2 separate regions of the Mus musculus genome follow, and region 2 is linked to region 1. The links are chromatin contacts, called in public promoter capture Hi-C maps. All regions are on one chromosome and are shown on one strand. The core of a region is the stretch at or near the end of the contact, and the rest is flanking DNA. Distances in the headings are between cores, read along the strand shown.

Evidence for each region. Capture Hi-C pulls out chosen DNA fragments and counts their contacts.
Region 2: a contact with region 1 is called in a promoter capture Hi-C map of liver. The contact joins two enhancer-like sites. A contact is called at or near these places in 1 of 484 Hi-C or Micro-C datasets (the P5424 cell line), 3 of 115 datasets of contacts at active chromatin or transcription factors (bone marrow-derived macrophages, epiblast stem cells and large pre-B cells) and 1 of 9 other capture datasets (liver).

What each region holds. Positions count from the first base shown.
Region 1 is chr15:81,425,081-81,430,749 of GRCm38.p6, forward strand. It overlaps Xpnpep3 (X-prolyl aminopeptidase 3, mitochondrial), which reads left to right. Exons shown (of 10, transcript NM_001347075.1): 3 at 2,196-2,603; 4 at 5,610-5,669. Among named protein-coding and RNA genes, the nearest start is that of Gm17025, 6.2 kb to the left of the region's middle. Within about 2 kb of position 3,096, at least 1 of the 459 cell types and tissues checked has an H3K27ac peak or open chromatin away from gene starts, as enhancers often do. A contact at or near this core is called in liver, where this site is marked.
Region 2 is chr15:81,897,442-81,903,384 of GRCm38.p6, forward strand. Aco2 (aconitase 2, mitochondrial) reads left to right here. Exons shown (of 18, transcript NM_080633.2): 4 at 1,688-1,780. Among named protein-coding and RNA genes, the nearest start is that of Polr3h, 26 kb to the right of the region's middle. Within about 2 kb of position 1,585, at least 18 of the 459 cell types and tissues checked have an H3K27ac peak or open chromatin away from gene starts, as enhancers often do. A contact at or near this core is called in liver, where this site is marked.

The DNA of each region.
Region 1 (5,669 bases), core at 1,846-4,345:
CAGTATTTTAGAGCATATTTTGCTACTTCAGAGGATCTGGATGGAGGCTTAGAACCATCTATAACTGTAGTTCCAGAAGATCTGGTGTCCTCTGGCCTCTTTGGCACCAGACCGGACATAAGTGTACATACAAACATGCAAAAAAGAAAAAAGAGAAAAAACTCACTCATACAAAAGAAAGAAACTAAGCCTGGCAGTGGTGGCACAACCCTTGTAATCCCAGCACTCAGTGAGTCTCTTGAGTTCGAGGCCACTCTGCTCTACAGAGGGAGTTTCCAGACAGCCGGGACTACACTGAGAAACCGTGTCTCAAAGTAAAATAAAATAAATGATAAAAATCTAAGAAGGGAAAAGGGTCAAGCCTTGAAACCCAACAGTCTCTGGGAGCAGCCTGGTAGGAGAGGCCTGATCCTGCAGATCATGCTGTGTCATGTAAATGTCCACCCTCCCACAGTGAGTTCATGAATGGATAGTGAATGTAAGTCCAAATGAAAAGGGGAGAAAAGGGAAGCTACAGGCTGTATTTGATTTTCACAACAGCCTCAACAAATGGATAGTATTACTGTGACTTTTAGTGAATATGCCTGGCTTACCATAAATATAAGATAAAGGGTGACAGCTCTTGCTAAAAAGATATAAAGTGCCTTAGGAATTCAGAAATATTCTTTGGTTGGTTTGTTTGGGTTTTGGTTTGGTTTGTTTGGTTGGTTGGTTTGGTTTTTGAGACAGGGTTTCAAAATAGAAGCCCTGGAACTCACTTTGTAGACCAGATTGACCTCAAATTTAGAGATCCACCAGCCTCTGCCTCCTGAGTACTGGGATTAAAGGTGGTCACCACTGCCACCTGGCTGAGATTATTTTTATTAAGAGATCTTGAAATTGGAGAAAATTTTTTACCAATTGTATAACAAAACCTATAGACCATAAGGAAACATTTACCAAGTCTACCTTGGTAATATGTTGAACAGACAGAAATCTATGTCCTTGTGGAAGTTGCATTCATTTTATAGGGAAGTCATATAGAAATAATGTATCAAGATGTATTTAATATATTGAAATTTCAGGGAAACTTTGACTATATGCCTAACAGTTCATACCACATAATCATGCTCTATAAGAGGCTGAAGAGGGGGCTGGAGAGATAACTCGGCAGTTAAGAGCACTGACTGCTCTTCCAGAGGTCGTGAGTTCAATTCTCAACAATCACATGGTGGCTCTCAACCATCTGTAATGGGATCTGATGCGACTGAAGACAGCTACAAAAAATAAATAAATAATAATAATAATAATAATAAATAATTTTATAATTTATTTATAAAAGAGAAAGAAAAAAAAGAGACTGAAGAGAAAGTTCAGCAGCTAAGAGCACTGCCTACCGGGGCCTAGCAAACACAGAAGTGGATGCTCACAGTCAGTTATTGGATGGATCACAGGGCCCCCAATGGAGGAGCTAGAGAAAGTACCCAAGGAGTTAAAGGGATCTGCAACCCTATAGGTGGAACAACAATATGAACTAACCAGTACCCCAGAGCTCTTGACTCTAGCTGCATATGTATCAAAAGATGGCCTACTCGGCCATCACTGGAAAGAAAGGCTCATTGGACTTGCAAACTTTATATGCCCCAGTATAGGGGAACGCCAGGGCCAAAAAGTGGGAGTGGGTGGGTAGGGGAGTGGGGGGGAGTGTATTGGGGACTTTTTGGATAGCATTGGAAATGTAAATGAGGAAAATACCTAATTTAAAAAAAAAAAAAAAAAAAAGAGCACTGCCTATTTAGTTCCCACCAGGTAAACCATCCAGGTTTAGTTCCCACCATGACCTGGCGGTACACAATCATCTGTAATTACAGTTTCAGGGGACCCAACAGCTGCTAGCCTCTGAGAGCCCCAGCACACACATGGTACACAGACATTCATGCAAGCAAACACCCATACAGGAAAAATAAATTAAATAGTTTTAAAATATTACTTGATTAGATGATGAAAGGAGGAACCTAAGATCTAAATCTTATAAGGTCATAACCACAATTTTTCCAATGTAATCACATTTGACTACAATAGTGCAGTGAAATAAGAACCTGGATTATCTTAATTCCTTGTGTATATGTCTCCATCTAATAGTAGTGACTTTAGTTACTCAGCAATAGAGCCATTCAGAGCATCAATTGACCTTTTTCTTTTCTTGTCATTTCTAGGGGAGGTGACACCAGGGCTATCTCAGGTGGAATATGCACTTCGAAGACATAAACTTATGGCTCTGGTCCACAAAGAAGCACAAGGGCACAGTGGAACAGACCACACAGTGGTGGTACTCTCTAACCCTACGTACTATATGAGCAACGACATCCCCTACACATTCCATCAAGACAACAACTTCCTGTATCTCTGTGGATTCCAAGAGCCTGATAGCATTCTGGTCCTTCAGAGCTTCTCTGGGAAGCAGTTACCATCCCATAAGGCCATGCTTTTTGTGCCTCGGAGAGATCCTGGCCGAGAATTGTGGGATGGCCCTCGATCTGGCACAGATGGAGCAATAGCCTTAACCGGAGTGGATGAAGCCTACCCGCTGGAAGAATTTCAACACCTGCTACCAAAACTGAGAGGTAATGCCAAGAAAGCCAAACCACAGGTCGGATCTAGCCGTCCTTGTCCTGCAGTAGTTAATTTCTAGAATAATTTTCCTACAGCATTTCTTTGGGCATCATGAAGAGAAACAAAACTATTGCTAAATGTGGTGCTGCATGTTGTGTCCCAGCACTCAGGGAGACTGTGGCATGAATATCTGTAAACCTTGACGATCAGGCTGGGCTAGATGAAGAGACACGTCTTGGGGCTGTGGCTGAGGGAATCCACATAAATTTTGAGCTCAAAAGCATTTTCTTTCTGGCCTTTCAATTTCTTACATAAGTTGCTGCCTTTGTTGTCTTTGTTGTCAAAATTAACCTGAGGCTGGAGAGGTAACTCAGTGGTTAAGATCACTGGTGGGTCGTCCAGGGGAACCAGGTGTGGTTTCCACCCAAAGATAAAAGCTAGGCTTGGCATGCCGGTAGTCAACAAAGATGTCCTCATGGTGGCTCACAACTGTCCTAACTCCAGTCCCTGGGTATCTAACACCCTCTCCTGGCCTCTGCAGGCACAAACATGGTACACATATACATAGTACAGTCAAAATACTCCTACACTTAAAAAATTTATTTAACCATTTATAGTTAAATTCTCACAATACATGTGTTTCTTAAAAGGGCTTTTCTTATTCACTGTCTTTTCACACACACACACCATTTCTTTAAAGTTTGGTTTTTTTGTTGTTTGGTTTGGTTTGGTTTCTCAAGGCAGGGTTTCTCTGTGTAGCCCTGGCTGTCCTGGAACTCACTCTGTAGACCAGGCTGGCCTTGAACTCAAGAATCCCCCTGCCTCTGCCTACCAAGTGCTGGGATTAAAAGCATGCACCACCACTGCCCAGCTAAAGTTTGTTTTTAAGAGGTGTGTGTGTGTGTGTGTGTGTGTGTGTGTGTGTGTGTGTGTGTGTGAGAGAGAGAGAGAGAGAGAGAGAGAGAGATAAGGAGAGATAAGGAGGAGACAGATATGCCACAGCAAGTGTGGATGTTAGAGGGCAACTTTATGGAGTCAGTTCTTTTCTTCCGCTATTGCATGGTTCCTGAGGACTAGCTAAAGTTACCAGCCAAGCACCCTCAGTATTCTTTTTTTCTTGGGATTTTTGCTAGCTCGCTTGTTTTGAGACAGTTTCACTGAAGCTCTAGCTGGCTTGGAATTCACAGAGAGTGCTTTCCTCTGCTTCCCGTGTGCTGACATAAAAGGCACGCCAAGCCCAGCTTATATCTACTTTTTTTCTTTCCAAGACAGGGTTCTATATAGCCCCAGCTGTTCTGAAACTACCCCCCCCCCCCCCGGCCTCTGGGATTAAAGGTGCTATCCAAGTGCAACTATGCCTGGCTAATCCATTATTCTAAATGTTAGTAGTTTGATAGGTAAAAGTACTAGATACTGGAAAGTATTAGTGAATCTAATATAATTATTTACATTTTTTTTTTAAAAAAAACCTTCATTGGAGTTGTATCTCATAGCATATCATTTGCTGGCACGTACCAGGCCTCAGGTTCCCACCCCAGCACTGACATACAAGACCAACCCAATAGGTGTTAAGCTTTCCTACACTGAATATAAGTAATTGGTTAATTTTTCTTTCTCTTTTTTTTTGGGGGGCGGGGATTGAGACAGGGTTTCTCTGTGTAGCCCTGGGTGTCCTGGAACTTACTCTGTAGACCAGGCTAGCCTCAAACTCAGAAATCCGCCTGCCTCTGCCTCTGTGCCACCACTCCCTGGCAGATTATTTAATTTTAAAAAAATTAAGGCATACACTATTATAATTATTTCCCATGTATTATACATTTAATAACATTTTTAAATCTTTTTTTTAAAGATTTATTTATTTTATTTATATGAGAACACTGTAGCTGTCTTCAGTCACAACATTAGAGGGCTCCCATTAAAGATGGTTGTGAGCCACCATGTGGTTGCTGGGAATTGAATTTAGGACCGCTGGAAGAGCAGTCAGTACTCTTAACTGCCGAGTCATCTCTCCAGCCCTGACATTATTATTTTAAATATATTTGACCTGTAGCATCATAATGCATCCCCAGTCAAGTTTCCTCAATTCTTCTTAATCATACACTTTTTGATCATACAACCCTACAGATTTAGTGAAGAAAGTCATTCTTGGTCCACTGTTAGCAAAAAGATGGCTTATATTGAAGCTGCTGGGTGGTGGACATCATTTTCATTAGGAGCCCTTAGAGCAGTGCCTCTCAACCTGTGGGTCCTGACCGCTTTGCTGGTTGCACATCGCATATCCTGCATATCAGATGCTTACGTAATGATTTATAACTAGCAAAACTGCTTATGAAGTAGCTATGAAAATAATTTTATAGTTGAGATGAACATTAGGAAGTGAGACCTGCTACCTTGAGCACAGCCTTGGGGACACATGGACCTCCGTTTTAGATCTCACAGCAAAACAGATAGATGACAGTGAGTAACTGCTGCAACTGGAAGCACTGTGCTAGCTCGTCTCCAGACCATTTTATACAAGTGATTGAGAAGAACACTCTCATTTTTATGCCCAGTAATTCAGAAGGGCAGAAATCAGCCTGTGGAGGTAAAAAACAACTGTTGTGTTTATTCTTTAAAAGTTAAAAAAAAAATTCTAGCTATAATAAAGCTTTAGGCCCATCTGTCATTTTCGTGAGAACACTGACATTTTGTGGTAGAAAGCTGTCTGTATTCCAGAGTGTCACGTCACATTCAGAGGTTGACTTTCCAATCATGTCAGACCCATCAGATGCTTCTGTCTTGAGAAAGTGCCACTGAAACCTTTAGATTCTATACAACTGGTTTTTTAGTTTTGTCTTGCCTAATTTATTTCTTTTTATTATGCTGTTTGTTTGTGTTTCATTTTCGAAGGAATCAGGGCCTCTGTGCTAGGCAAGTGCTCCACCACTGAGCTAGTCCCTATTCCAGTGCATTCTACCATTAAAGTAGGCCTTCAGCCTCTGTTGCTTTTAAACTTATTTTTGGCTTCCCATTTTAAGCTGAGACGAACATGGTTTGGTATGACTGGATGAAGCCTTCTCATGCACAACTTCACTCTG
Region 2 (5,943 bases), core at 335-2,834, 470 kb after region 1:
AACAAACATATTGAATGAGTGTTGAATATAAAATGGCCCTAAGACAACTAGAAACTTAACTTATACAATGAAAAGGGGTCTGCAAACTTGAGCCCTGTGGAAAGACAGACAATGAGGCAGGCAGAGAAAGACTGTTTCTGCTATCCAGAGTCATGGGTAGACCCTGCCTTAGTCTTGGTTTTCTGCTGTCCTAACAGGACATTAGAGATGAGGGAAGCTCTATGCTCTAGAAGTTCATTTTGTCTCTATTCTGAAGGATGGAAAGTCCAGGGCACCGGGCAGGAACCTTTGTGCTATCGTGGGTGGAAGGGCAAGCAAATGTGGGGAGCTGGGAAGACCAGGCAAGCCTGACTCCCATAATATGATGCCACTCCATAGTCACAGTGTTAATTTGCATTCGTGAGGGCAAAGTCTCTTAAAGCTCCTAATTCTCACTACTCTGTGGCTTACTTTCAACCCGAGTATCAGAGAGATGATGTGAAGATTTAGAAGGGGATCGATAGGTCAGTTCTGCATGTATTTATAATCTCTAGCTAGCCCAGAGACAAGTAGTGATCTGTCTAGCATCACACAGCCAGAGAAAGTGCCAGGCCATTTCAGTGTCATACCCACCCTCCTGCCATGTGTCCCAGTTTTGCAAGTAGCTGGTTTGTAAAAGACAAGGCCAATGTGTTAATTATTAATAAGGAAGGGGCCTCTCTGGTTACAACTTGCCTGTCATTCTTTCATCTGGGGAACCAAGTGGACTCTCAGAAGGATGAACTGGCTGGTTTGAGTTTAAATGAAATTGGTTTCAGGTTTTTTATCAAGTGTGGACCTGCTCCTCTTTTCAACACTAGAGTCTCCCATGGCACTGTTCCTCTTGTCACTCACTGGTCAGCCTCATGTGTCCACGGTCGTGCTTCATTTTATAAAGTTTGCCTTCAAATGCCAGGTGGAATGGGAATATTGGATCCCATCCTTTTCAGTTCAGTGTCTAACCAGGTAGGGCCTTAAACACAATAAACCCTGAAACTGAGCACCTACCCTTCTGAAAGGGTGGAATCTTACACCCTTTTCAGAGGCAACAGCTTTGGATTATGTCAGGATTCTCCAGGTCTGTAGTTGGACAGGCCTTACTGGAGCCTCTGGTTTTCCATATCTAAAGTCGATTTGACAGCAGTGGGCTGTGGGGCCGTTTACCACAATATTATTTGCAATCAATAAGTGTTAGCTGAGAGTCTAGACAGGTACCCACCACTCAGTGGAGAAGCAAAACTAAGATGTCCTCTTGGTCCCTTTGTTTCCCTTTGATAGTCCCCATCACCCTGTACCTTCATAGACATGGCATAGCCCTTTGTTTTTGGCCCTCACTAGAAAACTGAGTGCCAGACAAGCCCTTGGCAATTAGCCTACCCTATTACTTCTACAAGGAAACAGGCAGCGAGCAAGGCAGACTTGTTCCCAAATCACCACCCTGGCCAGGTGTCATAGCACCAGAGCAGTCTACTCCCCTGTCTTTCTCCCTGGGCTTGCCCACTGAATCCCCAGGCCAATGGCCAAGCCCACTGGATTATTTTTAGAAGCCCAGCAATAGAAGACTTGTCTTCACAGTACCAGCATGTCAGTGCCATGGCGGGCAGAGTACAGAGTATGAGATCATCACAGCTCAAGCTAATGCTCTGGTTATTGATTTGTTTTTTAATAGGACATAAACCAGGAAGTGTATAATTTCCTGGCAACTGCAGGTGCCAAGTATGGTGTGGGCTTCTGGAGGCCTGGATCTGGGATCATTCACCAGGTAATACACAGCTTAACTTCCCTTTATAAGGGCCCCAAGCCCAGGATGCACCCTGGGAACGGGGCAGCATGTTCCAGGCCTGCTGCTGACATGAGGCTTGGGAGAGCTGAGCAAGAGTTCTGGTGGCCATGTCATCCTGGGTAACGGGGGAGAGGTAGACAAGTGCGGTTTACAACATGCTGTAGACCATGTTTGGTGGAAGGGATAGAAGTTAGATTTGTTGATTCATGCCTGTAGTTCTTTATATGGTGTTGGGGAATCTTGGATGTACTACTGAGTTACATGGATTAAAATGTTTTTGTGTGTACTGTCTTTCTCATAAGCGTTAAGACCAGTTATTTATAGCGAGCTGATCCAGGGATGCAAAGCCCTGTTCTGACTTTCACAGGCACCAGGTACTCATGAGGTGTAGACAGATATAGGAACAAAATGTTCAGATACAGAAATCAATCTAAAAGTTTTTTGGTTTTTTTTTTTTGGTTTGTTTTGGTTTGGTTTGGTTTTTCCAGACAGGGTTTCTCTGTGTAGCCCTGGCTGTTCTGGAACTCACTCTGTAGACCAGGCTGGCCTTGAACTCAGAAATCCGCCTGCCTCTGCCTCCCGAGTGCTGGGATCAAAGGCGTGCACCACCACGCCTGGCTTTAAAGTATTTTTAAAATAAAAATAATTATAATTTTTTATGGTGCTGGAGTATTGAATGCATAGCAAGCACTATGCCAATTGAGCTATTTCCCATAAGAAATATAAAAATTATCAGGATATTAACTTACTAGTACTTACCATGACCTTGTGAAGTGAGGTTCTGTTATAACATACTTTGAATTATGATTAATATCCTCACCCAGTGAGAGCTCCTGGATAACTGTGCAGTAGGGATGTGGGCCTGCTCCACCATGATGCTCTGCTATTCCATGATGCTCTACCACCTGTATCAGTAGGGAGAGCACGTCCCATCCCTGCCCAGACCACTGCTTAGTTCCTGCACAGTGGAACTCTGCAGGATGGAAGTACTGAAAGGGAACACCAAACTGGTGTTTATTTCAGAAGATAATTCGGTCCATAAAGCCATGTTTAGTAGGCACACCTGTAATCCCAGCATTCAAGAGGCTGCAGCAAGAGGTTGTTGTGAGCTTGAGGGCATCCTAGGCTACAAAGCTGAGTTCTAAAGAGCCTGACCTACAATGTGAAACCCTTTCTCAAAGAGATGAAAGTCAGCCAGGCAGGGGAACACACACCTTTTGTCCCAAAATAGGGGGTGGGGGGCTGAGGCTGGTAGATCTTTGTGAGTTCAAGGCCAGACTGGACTACATATTAAGACCTTGACTCAAAAAAAAAAAAAAAAGTTGTTGCATGTGTGTGTATGAGGGAGGTACAGCCTTCCTTCCATTAAAGGCAACTGTTGAGGACTAGCCTGGTTCGTGTCTATTAGCCATCCTTCCTGTATGTGTGGGATCTGTTCTGCACTTCCAGGATGGCTCTTCTCCCTACTCCATCCCAGGCCTTGATACTGCTTCCTTCTAGAGGAGCTGAGCCAGGCTGACTGTGCTTAGGTCCCTGGCTATGCCCATCTCTGAAACCAGAGCCAAGAATGGATTGCTGCATTGTCCTTTAGGACAGATCTGCCAGGGTTGCACATCTCTGAGGACCAGAGTGTCTCTCTGCAATGGGGCAGAAAGGCACATAGACCTATCCTTGGTTAGCCTGTTGATATGGAGAACACCCCAATCCAGGTATCCCCAATTCCATTTTAGGTCACAGGCTTAGGCCACTTTGGCAGCTCTTATGCCAAAATGTGGGGCTGTGAGTGGTGGCCTGCTCTTTGTCACCTATTAAGCATTCAGCATGACTCTTAAAAAACATTTCCAGGAACCATGTGTTTTAATCACTGTACTATTACTGTGAAGAGACACTGTGACCAATGCAACTATTATAAGAAAACATTTAACTGGGGCTGGTTTACAGCTTCAGAGGTTTAGTCCGTTTTCATCATGGCAGGAAGCATGGCAGCGTGTAGGCAGGTGCTGGAGCGGCAGCTGAGATCTACATTGTGATCCCTAGACAGATCAAGACTCTGGGCTTGGCATGGGCTTTTGAAATCTCAAAGGCCACCTACCTCAGTGACACACTTCCTCTAACAAGGCCACACCTCCTGATCCTTTTAATCTTTGCAAATGGTGCCACTTACTGGTGACTAGCACTGAAACGTATGAGCCTCTGGGGGCTATTATTATCCAAACCATCACACCGTGTGTGTCTCGTGGCTTTACTTTTCTGTCCCTCAGTGTCAAGCTGTCAGCAGCTTGCATTCAGATGGAGCCCCGTCCCTTGCCCTGTTGGTCTGGCAGACCCAGCTCCTCTGCAGCTTAGCTCTCTAATCTGCCTGTTTCATCTCCCTGGTCTTCCCACACCCTGCACTCAGGTCCAGGTGAGCTGCTCTGGCCACTTGGAGTTTTGTTCCCAGCATATGCTCAGTACTTTTCCACTATGTAATGAGCTATGTAGGCACAGGGATTGTGTCACTGAGGATTAGGTGACTACAGAATTGGGCCTCAGTGTTTGTATGTGTTGTGTATGTAGATGGTTGAATTCCTAATGTGATGTTATAAATGTTAGTCTAGCGTAACATACACTTTTCTGCTGGGTGTATGATGGTACATGCCTATAATTTCAGCATTTAGGAGCTGAAGGAGGAGGTTCCCAATTCAGGACCCTGTCTCATAACAAACAGACAAACAAAATATGCTTCTCAACTCTTAGCCCATATTTACCTAGCAGCATTCATAGATTGGTGAGGTCATTGTTCCAGCTGGTTCATTGTGGTGCTAGACACTGCCAACACTAGACAGTTTACTCGAGGCTGAGAGGCTGTAGACCTTAGATCTACATTAACCTCTCCTCCTGGACGGTAACTACATGTGTGGCTGCACCATGCTCACCACCATGAATTCTGTGTTACTCACCTTCATGAGTTATTTCTTAACCTGTGGCTCTTTAGGGATTGCTACTCCCACATCTTTGCATATGGCTGAGACAAGTGACAGGGAGGGAAATGAAGAGTGGTACTGGCCAGCTCTGTCCATCTAGATGCCACCATTGAAGGAAGGTGTCAGCCCTTCTAGCCTTCTCCATCTCCAAGGGATGAAGGCCCTTCATGCCATGCTAATAAGTCCATGGGTAGATGCCTCACTTCTGTGGAGACATGGGTGTCTGTGATAGCCTAGCAACCCTGTCCACATTCAGTGCTGATAGTTTGTAGAGCCTTTCACATCTCTCCTCACCCTTGTTCTTCCTAGTGTCCAGGAGTGGGCTAATTTCCCCAGGCAGATGAGCTGAACCCCAGGTGAAGGATCTTCTTGCAAAATAATAAAATATTGCCTATATATGGATGACATGATATCTGTCATTCAGTCATCACAGTGGTCTAGCGAGATGACAGCTGTTAGTATAGGAGACGAAGATGAAGCCTTGAGAGGTTAAGTGTATTGCCCAAGACCTAACAAAAACAAGGCAGGGTGGGGAGGCAAAAGCCTGGCACACTTAGCCCAGAAGGACCTTCCCGTGAATCTAGCACCTTGGAGGGACCTGAACCATGGGTAGAACTGATGTGGGTTACTGCCCCTGCTTTCTTACCCAGTGTTCTAGAAAGCATTCATACCCTGGCCTTCACAGCTTGGAGAGTCTTTTGGTAGAGCAGCCCTGCCGAACAGGCCAAGTGATGCCTCCAGGGTATGAAGGCCTGGGAGGCAGGCTGTGTACTACTCAGACACTGGAGAGCTCCTGGCATCTCGGTGCTTATTTAAATACCCTGTGGGACAGTTCCTGACAGAACAGTCTACCCTGATTAGAAGCCTGGAAGGCGGACCACTTACCCTGGGCAGTTTACATCATAGGTCTGTCAGGAGCTCTTTCCAGGCTCATCACGGGGCACATTCTGACGTGCCAGTCTGTCCACTTCTTCCCACGTCGTGAGGTTAAGATGACCTGAGTACTTTACATGAGGAGACTGAGGCACGGGGAGGCAGTTACAGACCCAAGTCACACAGTAGAAACTATTAAAGCTATGCATGAGCCGGGCCACCTGGATATGTAGATGTAGTCTAACTGAGGCTGCCCGTACCCCATACTTGAAGAATACCTGGGCATGGCTGGGTGGTCTGGTGTCA